Regions from separate parts of the Mus musculus genome. Here all the other regions are linked to region 1. A link is a contact called in public Hi-C, HiChIP or PLAC-seq and promoter capture Hi-C data. All regions are on one chromosome and are shown on one strand. Each heading gives the region's core, a stretch centred on a gene start, on an enhancer-like site or on the middle of the called end of the contact. The rest is flanking DNA. Distances are from core to core; before and after follow the strand shown.

Region 1 (3,071 bases), core at 198-2,697:
AGGTTTGTGTCTGGTTTTCCTCATAATTAGATAATTAATTTCCCAGTTCCTGCTGAATCCTTTGTCAGTGGCTTTGAGTATGAACTAGAGAGGTGGGAATGACCTAGAGTAGCCATTTAGAGCCCCTGGGCTGGCACAGAGAAAGTTCAAGGCTCCCTCAGTGTAGGGCACCTCACCCCATGGACTGGCAGAACAGGGAGGGGCTGACTCAAGAGCCCCACAGATTAAGTGGGAGAATTAGAGGTGTTAATTCAGGATGGAGTTCGAGCCCCGGTTATGAAGGCCTACCCCTTCTCCACTCTCCTACCCTAAATAAGAAGAGTCCGAGGCTATAGATTTTTGGATATGAACAGAGAGGCTCGTTTCTGCCCTAATTATCTGTGTGGCCTTGGACAAGACCCCTTGCTACAGCTACGGAAAGGCCCCTTGTTACCGTTACAGAAACAAGGACATCCATACCTACCTTTGCTGGTCACTATCACAGAAATCTTTCTGTAACTATCAGATAGCCAAGATTGTCATTCTTCAGCCAGCCTAGGTCCCTCATGGTGACAGTGTCAAGATTTTCCACCCATCTGAGGTGCCTGTTCCTCCCCCAGCCTAGCAGCTGCCTTTAACCCTTCTTAGTGCCCTACTTCTCCTTGGCACCACCACAGTGATCTCCAGGTTCGCCAACCTCATTTTTCCACGAGTGCCCCCAGTCTAAAACTGCTGAAGATGCTGGCACAGTCACATCTGGTCAGGTCTCAATTGACCTATGTCATTGTCCTCCAACCTGTTTGCAGATAATTCCCTCTGGTCCTCAGATCATCTCTGGGCCCAACGGAGGAGAGACACAGAGGTGGGGGGCCTGGAAGGGGGTTCCCATCTTCTTAGTTGGGGACCCCAAAGGGGGACCCCCAGCAGCAATTACGCCCACCAACCGCACCTCAGCGCCACCTTAGGTTTCTAAGGCGCGCGCGGATTGGTTGGACAATCTTCCGCCCGGGGGTCTGCCTCCTCCAGGCTCGGGCCTAGGGACCCCCCTACTGCCGGGCTTAGGGTGGAGAGCTGCGGTTCTAGGACCCGGAGGCGCCGGGCGAGCGCGCCGCTGTGTTCTCGGCCTCGCCTGGGTCGGCTCCGGCTCGGGCAGGTGCATCGGCGGCCGCCCCCTCCGCCGCAGGTGCACTGCTCGGCAGCCCCCAGCCGGCGCGCCATGGCTGCGGAGGACCCCCGGCCGTCGCCCGCGCCCGCCCCCTCCCTGCAGCCCGCCCCCCTGGGGCCGGGTGCGCGGCGGAGAACTGCGGTTTGCGCGCACCGGGAGCGGCAGCAGAAGTTCGAAAATCGCCGAGGGGGGAGCCCGCGCCGCAGCTTCCTGCCCCCGGCCCAGCCCTCTGGCCCCGGCCGCCTGCAACCCTACTTCCTCCCCGAGCCTCGGTCGCCGCCCGCTCCCTCGGACGGGGCCGCCGCGATGGGACGCCGCGCCCCGGCCCCTGCACGCCGCTGAGCCGAGAGCCACCTAGCCAAGCCTCGCCACACAGCGCTGCCCTTCGCTTCCAGGCTCCCGGAGCCTAGTCCGCGACCCCCAGGGAAAACTGGATCTCCGAGGCTGGAGGCGCCTGGCCGGCTGGGTGGGGACCACCATGGGCAACGCGGCTGGCAGCGCCGAACAGCCCGCGGGCCCCACCGCGTCGCCCCCGAAGCAGCCAGCCGTCCCCAAGCAACCAATGCCGGCGGCCGGGGAGCTGGAGGAGAGGTTCACGCGGGTCTTGGTGAGTGTGACCTGATGCGCACCAGGAGCCAGGGATGACAGGGGCTCCGCATGCGTCCCCGCCTCTTGGGACTCAGGTGCGGCTTGGAGATCCCTGGTCCACCTGCTGTCCCTCCAGAGGGGTAGGAGTAACACTGTCATCTTTCAGAGTGACTTGGCACCCCCCCCCCCAAGAAACTTTCTTTAGCCCCCTCCAGGAAGCTTTCTTAAGAGACCCCCCCATCGACCCCCTTCCTATGCTCCTAGTTCTAAAGGTGTCAAAAATGTCTCATAAGGTTGAGTTCCAAACGCGCCCCAGGTGGGAGGGGGCTGGCGCCCACTTTTCCACTGCACGCAGGCCCAGCGGCTGGGTGCAAGTCTGGAGCGCTTTGCCCTTCTGCGTCTCAGGGTCAAAGAGGAAAGGGGTTATAATTTAACCTTCTGGAAGCTGTAGACCTAGTGGAGCCTTCAGTCCTGGGTTGTTCTGGTGTCTGGCGTAGGAGTTGGACTCTTAGACCCTCCACTTGTATTTATCACCCCCACCATGTCCCGGAATGGGTGTTTGCAGTCATTCCCTCATCATGGACCACCCCCAACCACTGAAAGGAGTAAGCTTAGGAAGGGTGGGGCCAGGATAGGCTGGTCATTCTGGCTTGGAGTGGAACAGAAATCTGGAAGGCTCCCCTCCCTCTTGGCTGTCACTTGCTTGGGAAACTGGGGCAGGCAAGGGTGGGTTAGGATGGAGTAGCAGCTGAAGTCTGGGCCTCTGGGAGGGAGCCATCAACTCATCAACTCTGAGCATGGAGTTAAGTGGTTCAAAGTGTTTCTGATAGGGTGGGCTGTGCAGGCATTGGGAGGCAGAAGTAGGGGAGGGGAAAGGCCAGTCTTTTTCACTTCCTCCTCTTCACCCCAGCACTCTTTCCTGCTGTCTTCTGTAGGTGGCTGCCCAGTGGCATCCCTGTTAGGCATCCCTGGCTGGACACCGGGTGACAGTGGGGAAGGCTGGGCTGTTTCCTAGAGGCATTTTCCAGTCTCAGTAGGCTGATGTTGCAGGTCTGAGGATGGGAGTCCAGAGGAGGCTCACTCTGGATGCAAAGAAGTGCTGACCCTCTGTCCTCCACACCTCCTGGATAGCATTTCCTCTCTCTGGCAAGCGAGCGAGTCAGTAGGCCTGACTTGCTAGATCCTTTGCATGGTCTCAAAGGGGCAACAGTTCCTGAGAATCCTGGCTTCGGAAGGAGAGGAGGAGCTTGGGGGGACCTCTGAGATGGGGCGGGGTCTCTCCTTGTGAAGGCACAAGTGCTCAACTTGGGGACAAATAGGGACTCTGAGGGACATTTCA
Region 2 (3,071 bases), core at 269-2,768, 250 kb before region 1:
ACACCCCTAACCCCATGCCAGCTCTCTTTTAACTATAATTATGATCTATTTAACTGACTTCAGTGTATTTTTGTTTTAAATTCCCAAGTGTGAATTCAATTTTTCATTTGTATTTGTGTGTGTGTGTGTGTGTGTGTGTGTGTGTGTGTGGTGTTTTGAAAGAGTCTCAATACAACTGGCCTTAAACTCAGAGACTCTTCTCCTCTGCCTCTCTCTCAGGGGCTGGGATTATTTTACTATGCCTAGTTTGTATTTATAACTTAACTGTTTGTGGAGAGAGAATATAGTTTATACAATATTATGATAATTTCAGTTGCTGTGTCACTAGATAAGAGAAAAGCTTTGCAAATGTCTCTAATAATATGATGCTTCTATACTTTTTTTTAAAAAAAAGGTATTAGGGCTAGGTTTGATCTCTAGACCATGAGAGAAAAAAAGGTACAAATGGAGCGAAATTAGATAAAAACAAAGTAATGGAGAATGAGATGCCTTAAAATCCTGACTGGCAGAGGGCATGGTTCCATAATGAAATAGGCATGGAAGAAATAGGATAGGGACATTGAAGGAAGCGCTGTTAACAACAAAAAGCTCATCCACAAAAGTAAAATTATATATGTCCTCCCAAGTCAAGCTTAACTACACTCTGTGCCTCCGTTTCTCAACATGCAAATTGTAATATTTTTTAATTATCTGTCTCACCAGGTTTGTGTTAAGCTTGAATGGCATTCGGTTTTTAAGTGCCCAACAAATATTAGACACCGCTGGTAAAGTTATATGATACATCATTTCCCTATGATGCACTGAACCACCAAAACCAACACAAACCAGTATTTTAAGTTCTTTGGCACAAAACAGGCTCTACCTTGTACTTGTCACAGTAGCTCAAATGTCCAAGGCTAAAAGACTCGATCATCCTGGTACTAATAGAGGCCTGGTTTTCTTTCATGCTCGCCAGTGTTTAGGAGTGTCCCAGTAACCAAGCTGCCTCCCTCGGTACACACACAGCCGCGTAATCAGCTCTGACAAGAGGAGCGGAGTGGTTCTCCCATTCTCTCCTGCCGGGCGTCCCAGATCTCCAATTCTGACCTGTAGAAAGACCCAATTCCACCTCCCACACGAGGAGGGGTAGCTGCTACGGAGCCGGGTGCACCTTTCAAAGGACCGGGTATACATGAGAGGACTTAATATGGGCCCCGGACCGTGGGACGCAGAGATCACGATCGGCTGCATTCTCGGTGTAAAGGAAGTGCCCTCCTACTCGTCCCTGACCTGCCCAAACAAGTGCTGATTCGGGTTCCAGACAACTGCAGCGAGCCCGCGCAAACGACAGCTCTGCACCGAGCCCGCGGGGCCGCCCCACCGTCGACCAAAGCCTACCTCTCGTCGGTTCCCGGTGCTGGTGTCGGGGGTCGCTTACGCGTCCCTCCGCCTCGGACAGGAGCCCTCGGATTCAGGAGAGAGCTCCCCCACACCCGATTCCACCGAACCAACCTTCTTCCGGCGCGGCGCGTTCAAACTAGCCGGTCCGCTCATCCGCGCTTCTCATTGGTCACCGCCCGGCTCGCTGATTGGCTGTTTCCTAAGTAACAAAGACAGCCGGGGGTGCGCTTGCGCACTAGTTCTCTTGCGCGCCTTGGGTTTCTTTGGCCAAATCAAACCGGACGGAGCGGAATTGCCACCAGAATCGAGTCTCTAGCAGTGTAACCAGGGGGCCTGCCCCGTCTCTGTGGTCTGTGGGCTGAGTTCAGCAGCGGTTACAGCGACCACACATTCGACAGAATTTAAAACCTGCTTTTGTGGCTTAAATAGGCACCCTCCAATTCAGAGTGGCTCGTGCCTTTAATCCCATCACGCAGAAGGCAAAGGCTGGCGGATCTATTTGAGTTCGAAACCAGCCACCCTCCAGGTAGAGCGTTCCAGGCCAGCCTGAGCTACATGAGAACTTTACTCGATCTCTCTCTCAAGTAAACTGTCCTCATGGTGGCGTTGTGAGCAAGTCTGGGGCATGTAAAGGTTACTGTAGGGTTTCTTTCACCACAACTGTGAACAAGCTAGTAGAGTCATTTAATACTGGATAACTTGACTCAAATTATTTATTCACCACACTTAGTTTAGTGAGGACAAAAACAACAAAATTACATGAAGTTAGGGTTAGTACAAAGATACAAGAACACTGAATACTCTTGCCTTCTCCGTCTCCAAAAGGAACAGTTGTTTAATGATAGCTTCCTGGTAAAGAAGTTCCCTCCTCGCTTACTGTAAATCTGGTTTTTTTGTTTTTGTTTTTGTTTTGTTTTGTTTTTTTGCGCCCTAAACGTCCCCACACACACACACACCCCAAGCTGAGAACCAAACCCAAGGCCTTTTCTTTTGAGTGAGTGAAGTTTGCTTGGTCTTTCATTTTATTTATTTATTTTTTAATGTATATGAGTACACTGTTGCTCTCTTCAGACACACCATAAGAGAGCATTACAGATGGTCGTGAGCTACTATGTGGTTGCTGGGAATTGAACTCAGGACCTCTGGAAGAGCAGTCAGTGCTCTTAACCGCTGAGCCATCTCTCTAGCCCCCAAGGCCTTTTCTTTACCACTGAGCTAAATCCCCATAAGTAAAAATTAAAAAAAAAAAAAAAAACGTAATGTGAATAACGCACCTTGTAGATGTTCAATAAAATGGCACTAGGTGTTCTCAGATTCATTCAACGATTGTTATGACAGGTTCAGAGGTTACAGTGATATGTGATATACAGAGCTCCCAGTCTATAGGAAAAACTTAGATATTTATCACAGGTGGGGATTGTGATACATGCCAAGGCAGGAGAGGGAAAATGTTACAAGTTCAAAGCCAGCTTCATGTACATGGTAAATACTAGATCAGCCTGAACTATAGGGAGTTCCTGAAAAGGGACAGAGGTGGGGGAGAAGAGAATTAATAACTAATAATAACATAAGATGATACAGGGTATAGTTAAAACATGCTGGGTATAGTGAGTTGAATATATTTGGTCCAGGGAGTGGCACTATTTGAAGGTGTGGCCTTGGAGTAAATGTGTCACTGTGGGCCTGGGTTT
Region 3 (3,071 bases), core at 411-2,910, 220 kb before region 1:
CAGGGTGGGTGGTTCCAAGGACACCGCTGTGCATCCGTGTCTCAGACACGTGCACACCAGCTCCCTATTTTCTAGGATACTGGAGGAGCTGTACCTGGAGACTTTAAGGAGGGGAGTTTCCATCACTCCGCCCCGCCTCTAGAGGAAACTTTTTCCCGGGAGGCGCAGGATAGCTCTGTTACTCTGGGAAAAGGTGGAGCATTCCAGGGGGGTTGCAAAGGGTGTTCGTTCAGCTCGATGGTCCCTTCTCTAGGGCCAGGGATGTACTGCAGTTAAGGCTATTGGGCAACGAACTCCCTCTGCCTTTGTGCGCAAAACATTTCCTGCAGCCCTCCTCCTTCTTCTCCTGAGCGCACAGCCACTCGTCTTAGCGCCCTCCGGCGCGGAGACTGCTTCTCCTTATCCTTGCCCTAGAGCATCCTTGCTGTTCCCTTAAAGCCAGTCGGCGTCAGCTTGAATCTTAGCTCTCAAGAGAAATCAGCCTGAATCAGTCTCCCACGGGCCAAACCCCTACGGACCAGTTCGTGCGCCCTAGAGCCCTGTGATCTGACTAGTTGGATTTATCTTTACGCATTTCCACTCCGCGGGTGCCCTGTAGCCTCTCCCTTAAGAGCTCAAGCCCAAGGGTTGAAGACTCAGGGGTGCCCGCTAATTACAACCATTCTTCACATGATAGTTAAGGGGGCCGCTTTAGGGTCTCCACCTACGCCTGCCCGGTGTGCCTGTCGACTCTGATCCAATACGCATTCTCCTGGGGGCTCCCTGGGAGCCCTGCCCCCAGGTCAGCCCCACGCCCCCTCATGGCCCACCTGGCCGTTCTTGCAGAGGTCTGCCCACATACTGGTGCCGTCGCCGCCGCGCATGAGGACGTGGTAGGTGAAAAAGTAGGTGCCAGGAATGTTGCATGTAAACTTGCCGCTGGCCGCATCGTAGTTGTTGCCTAGGTTGGTGACCACGTCGTCAAACTTGAGCACCTCGTAACCCTCATGAGGGTTCTTGAGGCCGGCGTAGAAGGCCACGCGTGGCACCGTGGTATAGGTGGCCGTGCTGATGGCGCCGCTGCCTCCCGAACCCGGCAGGCCAGGAGGACCAGGCTTGCCTGGTTCACCCTTCTCCCCAGGCGGCCCCACAGGACCTGGAGGGCCCCGGTCTCCTGGAGGCCCCGGAGGGCCCGGCTTGCCCGTGCGGCCCGGCTTCCCCTGGGGGCCCTGCACCAGCGTGGAGGGCGGAGGCGCACCGCTCTGCTCGCTCAGAGCGTCGCCGCCGTCGGACCGCGCGCCGGCGCCGGGGCCCCGCGCGGGATAGGGGTCGCACACCATGCGGCAGGTGCCCAGCATCTCATAGTGGCCGTCCGGGCCGCCGGAGCTCACCAGCACCGGGATGAGCACCACCAGCACGAGCAGCATCACCACGCCCGCGGCGGCAGCCAGCAGGGTCTTCCGGCCGGCGCGGAGCCTTGGGAGAGCCGGGCCACCCGGCCGCGCCGTCGGGGCAATGATGCCGGCGGGTAAGGGGCGCGGGCGCGACGCCCGCGCTCAAGGGCGGTCCGGCGGGGCTGCGGGCATGGGGCCGGGGCCCGGGCGCCGCGCTGCGCTGCTTGCGCTGCGGAGCCCAGCAGCCGGCTCCGGCCTCGTGCTTCCCTCCCGCTGCGCTGCCCGACTGAACGCGGCCTCCCGCCTAGCGCCTAGCTCCTCCCGCCTTCCCTGGCTGGGGCCACTGCCTCCTCCGTTGGGCCCCGCCCACCCGCTCCGCGGGGCTCGGAGAGGGCGAGGGGTGGGGCTGCGGGCGGGGCAGGCGCCTAATTGGGCCGCGGAAGCCTCAAGGTGGGAGGGGCAGGGAGGGGCGGGGCTATGAGAGTGGTGGGCATCACGGAGGGAGCTGGAGATTGAGGCTCAGAATGGGGAAGGGGCTAGAGTCAGGAATGAGTAGGACCAAAGGGCAAGCGGAAGGAGGAGCCACAAGGAGAGGCAGAGAGCTCAGCGTGGCATTGAGATAGATGTTCCGTGGGTCAGTTCCGAGGAAAATCGTGACAGAGGGGCAAAGGACCACCACCTGCAGGAGGTCGAAGGATGCAACATTGCCCCCTGTCTGCAGGGGACAAAGAGATGTTGCAGGGGGTGGAGGGTTACAGAGTGAGGAACAAGAGAGTAGAACAAGAAAGAGGATGAGGGCTAAAGCCTGGAAGGAATACTGGGGAGGGGCGTTCCATAGGCACCCAGGCCTAGCATCCAGATAACCCGTCTGGATCCTTTGCTTTTAGGGTGCCCAGAGGGAATCTCTGAATTCTAATAGCAGCCTGACTTTTTATCTGATTCTAACTACTTCAGGGGCATTCTCTCCCAGGTGGCAGCGTCTTCAGCCCCTTCTTTTCCACTGCCCCAGGGGATATCTTCTAGGCTGCCTCTACCTGTGGCCTCTTCCATGAGGCCTTTTCTGATCTGAGCTACTAGCTAGACAAGTGGGAAATACGGACCCTGAGAAAATGAAGTACCCCTCCCATGTCATCTCTTAGTGTTAACCAGTCCTAGGTGGTTCTGCGTTTTCTAGCACTCCCCAGAAAGAGGGGGGTTGATCTCTCCTAGCCCCTTAGGGGACCCCCCTAACTCTTACCCCATCACGTTCTTCTAGTGCAGGAAAATGTTTAGGTTGCATAAACTGAAATGTGTCTGCTTCCATCAACATATTTGTCATATTCTGTGAGTCCCAGCTCAAGCTGTGTTCCTCCTTCACCCTCCTTTATCCGAGGAGGAGGGCTGTGTCTTTCTGAGGCCTCTGGCCACGATAAACAACAACACTCCAGACTCATTCTTTTTGCCTGCAAGACTCCTCCCAGTTCACACTCCCACCGCCGACCTCCCACTGTCCATTTGATTCCCTGATTATCCCTACCTAAAACTGAGATGCCAGAATAACCAATGGTAGAAGTGGGGGTGGGCGGGACGCTGCCAGAGAGGACTTTCCAAATACTAACCCGGGTCAGCATGACATCCATCACCAAGGAGGAGGGAGCTAAGACAAACTGCGTTGGATGCTTTGTATGTATGGTCACATTTGATCTTTACATCAATCTA
Region 4 (3,071 bases), core at 306-2,805, 210 kb after region 1:
CCTGGAGGTTAAATCTCAGTGGCCAGGACTGAGTAGACACCTGCCGAGCATCTCACCAGCAGCTTCCTTCTAACCTCTCCAATCTCTGTCATGAAGTCTTCCTGCCATGCTCATCTGTGAAGTGCTGTCTCACTGTGGTTTTGATTTGCATTTCCTTAATGTCTAATGGCAAGAAAACATCTTTTCGTATTAGTTATCAGTACTTTTCTTTAGATTTTTATTTTTATTTGGGCTTATGGTTTGTTGTTAGGGTTGACTAACTAGTAAACCCTAGTAACTAGTTCAGATGTCCCTGTTGTGGAGCAGGGTGAGCCCTTCATCCAACTGAACTGATATACTTACAAAAAGAGGAGACAGACATAGTGGAGCACACATTTAATTCTAGAGGCAGAGACAGGCAGATCTCTGTGAGTTCTATGGCAGCTTAGTCTACACAGTAAGCTCCAGGACAGACCCTGGTTCAAAACAAGGGAAGAGGAGATGACACACACACAGAGGAAAGTGTCAAGTGGAAGAGAAGCATGGGATGCTGGAGGGAGGGACTGGAGTGATGAACCTACAAGCCTATGCCAAGAATACTAAGAACTGAGAGAAAGAAGAAATTACCCCTCACTGTCTGGAGGAGCCACTGCTGCCGACATCTGGCTCTCCACTCAGCTTCTAGTACTAGCAAGGACTGCACAACTGTTGTTTCCAGCCATCTGATTTATGCTACTTTGTTATAACTGCTTAGGAAATCAATAAAAATTACAAGGGTTCTGGGCAGATTCTGGGTACCAGAACCTTAGCAGGCTATCTGACTGACCAATGACTTCTCTTATTCTATGTGTTGTCTTTTATTTTTTTTACTTATCTCTTCCCTTCCTTTTCTTTTTGAGACAATGTCTATAGGCAAGGTTGGTCTAGAGCTCATTACATAGCCCAGGGCAGCTTTGCAAGAGCCTCCTGCTTTGGACTCTCAGGCACGAGACGCAGGCACAAGCCACCATGCCTGGCTTCTTCTTTTTTCCTTCTTAATGGTACCTTCTGGAGCTCTGAGATGTTTTCTTCCTAAGCTTAATTTAGCCAGCTTGTCTTCTGCTTGTGCTCCTGTTGTCTTATCTCAGAAGCCACCGCAGAAGCCAATGTCACCAAGATTTACTCCCACGTTTTTTACTAAGAGCCTTATTAGCGCTTACATCTCTGTGACCCATTTTGAGTCAGCTTCTATGTAAGGTGTAAGGAGGGCGTGCAACTTGATTCTCTTGCAAGTGGAAATACAAGTGTCTCAGCACTTCGGGCTCTGTGGCCTTGGAGATATGGGGTAAGGGAGGTGTGGTGTGTGAGCTTAGACCTAAATTATTGCTTCTAATTCTGTTCCCCACATTGAGCAGGTCCTTGAAGCCCCAGTAGTAGATCCTGCTCCCTGACAGGGGAAGTTGGGGAGGTCTGGAGTCAGAAGGCCTATGAGAATATCGTTTAGTTCCTATTCTTCACCGTTCTAAGCTCTCTCTGCCTTTCTATGCCTAGACATGGAAGAGAGCAGAGGCAAGGAAGTTGGCTGGCTACACTAAGTGGCTGTCTATACAAAGGAAATGAGTCACACAGGCAGGACCCGCCCCATTGCTCTGGCAAGTGCTACCAATCTAGCTCTGACATTGCTATTTTCAACCCCTAAATCAAGACTGCCCTCCCTGCTGATACAGACAGGGAGGAGGGTTCTGGCTACGGCTGTGTGACAAAGGGGTTGGTTTAGACAGTTTAGACTCCTGAAGCCAAGAGAGACAAGTTCTGATTCAGGTATAGGTATACAGATCTGGGCTCCCAGGGCCTCTGCATGTGACTTTCAGAGTTGGCATGTGCTTCCTTCTACTCGGGACAGGATGATGTGTCAGGCAGGGTGGCTGCTAGGGACCATGCAACACTGGTCTAAACAAAGCCTGTCTGGGTCACCAAGCCCCAGATGATTCCCTGAGGAAAATGGGTGTGAGAAATAGCTCCCAGGAGCCACTTGGCCATCCTGGTGACTTCACACATACCTGGTGACCCTGCCCTGTATAAGCCCTGGTAGGAGAGGACACTGCTCTTGAGGATCCACCAGTCACCACCTGAAAGCTTCTTTACAAGCCCCAACTCAGATCCCCTCATCACCCAGACATCTTATCACCCTATTCAGTGATAGTCTCTGCTCACCCCCATCCTATAAGTCTGAATGATCATTTTCCTCGATAATGTCAAGCAAAAATGCTCAGCATTGAGTCATAAAACACAGACTATTTTCATCACTACTAGGTAGTTTGTGTGAATGTTCAGGCACAAGTATGTGAGCAACTCTGGAGTCAGTTCTCTCTATCGTATTTGGGTTCCAGTGATTGAACTCAGGTCACTAGACTTATATGTCATGTATTTTGACTCCTTGAGCTATCTTGCCAGTCCAAGGGACTAACTTCTGGCTGTCCAAGTGTCTTCAATGTAAAACAACAGAGGTGGGTGGAAGGACCTGGTGGGATGAAGAAAACTGTGGATTTACATTAAGGGAGACTTGCTTCTCTTTCCACTGAAGAGAAGACTAGTAAGAAATGTTCAGAGTCCACTGACCTCACACCAGCCATTGGGGGATGACTCTAGAGAAAGGCTCTGTGAGAAACAATGAGAAGCAGTGTGTGTGTGTGTGTGTGTGTGTGTGTGTGTGTGTGTGTGTGTGTGTGTGTGTGTGTTTGGGGGTGGGAGGGACGGTTCCAGTGAGAGAGCACCGAGGGTGTATCTGCCTCACAGAGGAGGTAGAGAAAGAATACTCCTGCAATAATGGATCTCCGCACTTGCAGGATCACCCTTTTCCCCTTTCTCTTGCCTCTTTCTGCCACCCTCCCACGTATGCTTGCTCAGGGCCCCACATCTGGCCGGCTCTGTTTCTTCAAACTGTGAGGAGATACCGCTGACCTGGGATCTACACCAGAGCAGCATCTGCCATCAGGGATCTAAGTCAGCAGAACGCTGCCTGCGTCACTAGGTGTCAAGAGGCTATGGCTAAGGAACGTAATGGTCTCTGGACCATTTTCCAAAGGACTGGACTTTCTGTTCACTGTTCTCAT

What was found. Promoter capture Hi-C pulls out the DNA fragments that hold promoters and counts their contacts. Hi-C and Micro-C count contacts between places; a contact is called where the count stands out from the background. HiChIP or PLAC-seq counts read pairs in DNA pulled down with a chosen protein or histone mark.
Region 2: a promoter capture Hi-C map of pre-B cells shows a contact between it and region 1, with 2.5 times the contacts expected there. The contact joins the promoter of Kif18b here to the promoter of Fmnl1 in region 1. A contact is called at or near these places in 2 of 39 promoter capture datasets (the 3T3-L1 cell line and pre-B cells), 3 of 484 Hi-C or Micro-C datasets (B cells, CD4 T cells and regulatory T cells) and 9 of 115 datasets of contacts at active chromatin or transcription factors (the SCID.adh cell line, effector CD8 T cells, embryonic stem cells and 4 more).
Region 3: a contact with region 1 is called in an H3K4me3 HiChIP or PLAC-seq map of embryonic stem cells, with 43 read pairs. The contact joins the promoter of C1ql1 here to the promoter of Fmnl1 in region 1. A contact is called at or near these places in 2 of 484 Hi-C or Micro-C datasets (both in embryonic stem cells), 4 of 115 datasets of contacts at active chromatin or transcription factors (embryonic stem cells and pancreatic cancer cells) and 1 of 9 other capture datasets (adipose tissue).
Region 4: a Hi-C map of cortical neurons shows a contact between it and region 1, with 3 times the contacts expected there. The contact joins the enhancer-like site here to the promoter of Fmnl1 in region 1. A contact is called at or near these places in 5 of 39 promoter capture datasets (the C10 cell line, the HPC-7 cell line, HPC-7-derived erythroid cells and 2 more), 1 of 15 datasets of contacts at CTCF or cohesin (the NIH/3T3 cell line), 5 of 484 Hi-C or Micro-C datasets (the AML12 cell line, the N1E-115 cell line, cortical neurons and 1 more), 6 of 115 datasets of contacts at active chromatin or transcription factors (the 230-238 cell line, T-cell acute lymphoblastic leukemia, effector CD8 T cells and 3 more) and 2 of 9 other capture datasets (adipose tissue and liver).

The regions. Positions count from the first base shown.
Region 1 is chr11:103,169,691-103,172,761 of GRCm38.p6, forward strand. Fmnl1 (formin-like 1) reads left to right here and starts at 1,448. Exons shown (of 26, transcript NM_001077698.1): 1 at 1,448-1,751. The coding sequence starts at 1,623. Gm51919 (a long non-coding RNA gene) reads right to left here and starts at 886. Exons shown (of 3, transcript XR_003949776.1): 1 at 464-886.
Region 2 is chr11:102,923,606-102,926,676 of GRCm38.p6, forward strand. Kif18b (kinesin family member 18B) reads right to left here and starts at 1,519. Exons shown (of 16, transcript NM_197959.2): 1 at 1,378-1,519.
Region 3 is chr11:102,945,056-102,948,126 of GRCm38.p6, forward strand. C1ql1 (complement component 1, q subcomponent-like 1) reads right to left here and starts at 1,661. Exons shown (of 2, transcript NM_011795.3): 1 at 810-1,661. The coding sequence starts at 1,406.
Region 4 is chr11:103,380,561-103,383,631 of GRCm38.p6, forward strand. All of the region lies in intron 5 of Plekhm1 (pleckstrin homology domain containing, family M (with RUN domain) member 1), which reads right to left. Among named protein-coding and RNA genes, the nearest start is that of Arhgap27, 18 kb to the left of the region's middle. Within about 2 kb of position 1,556, at least 235 of the 459 cell types and tissues checked have an H3K27ac peak or open chromatin away from gene starts, as enhancers often do. A contact at or near this core is called in the 230-238 cell line, the AML12 cell line, the HPC-7 cell line and 9 more, where this site is marked.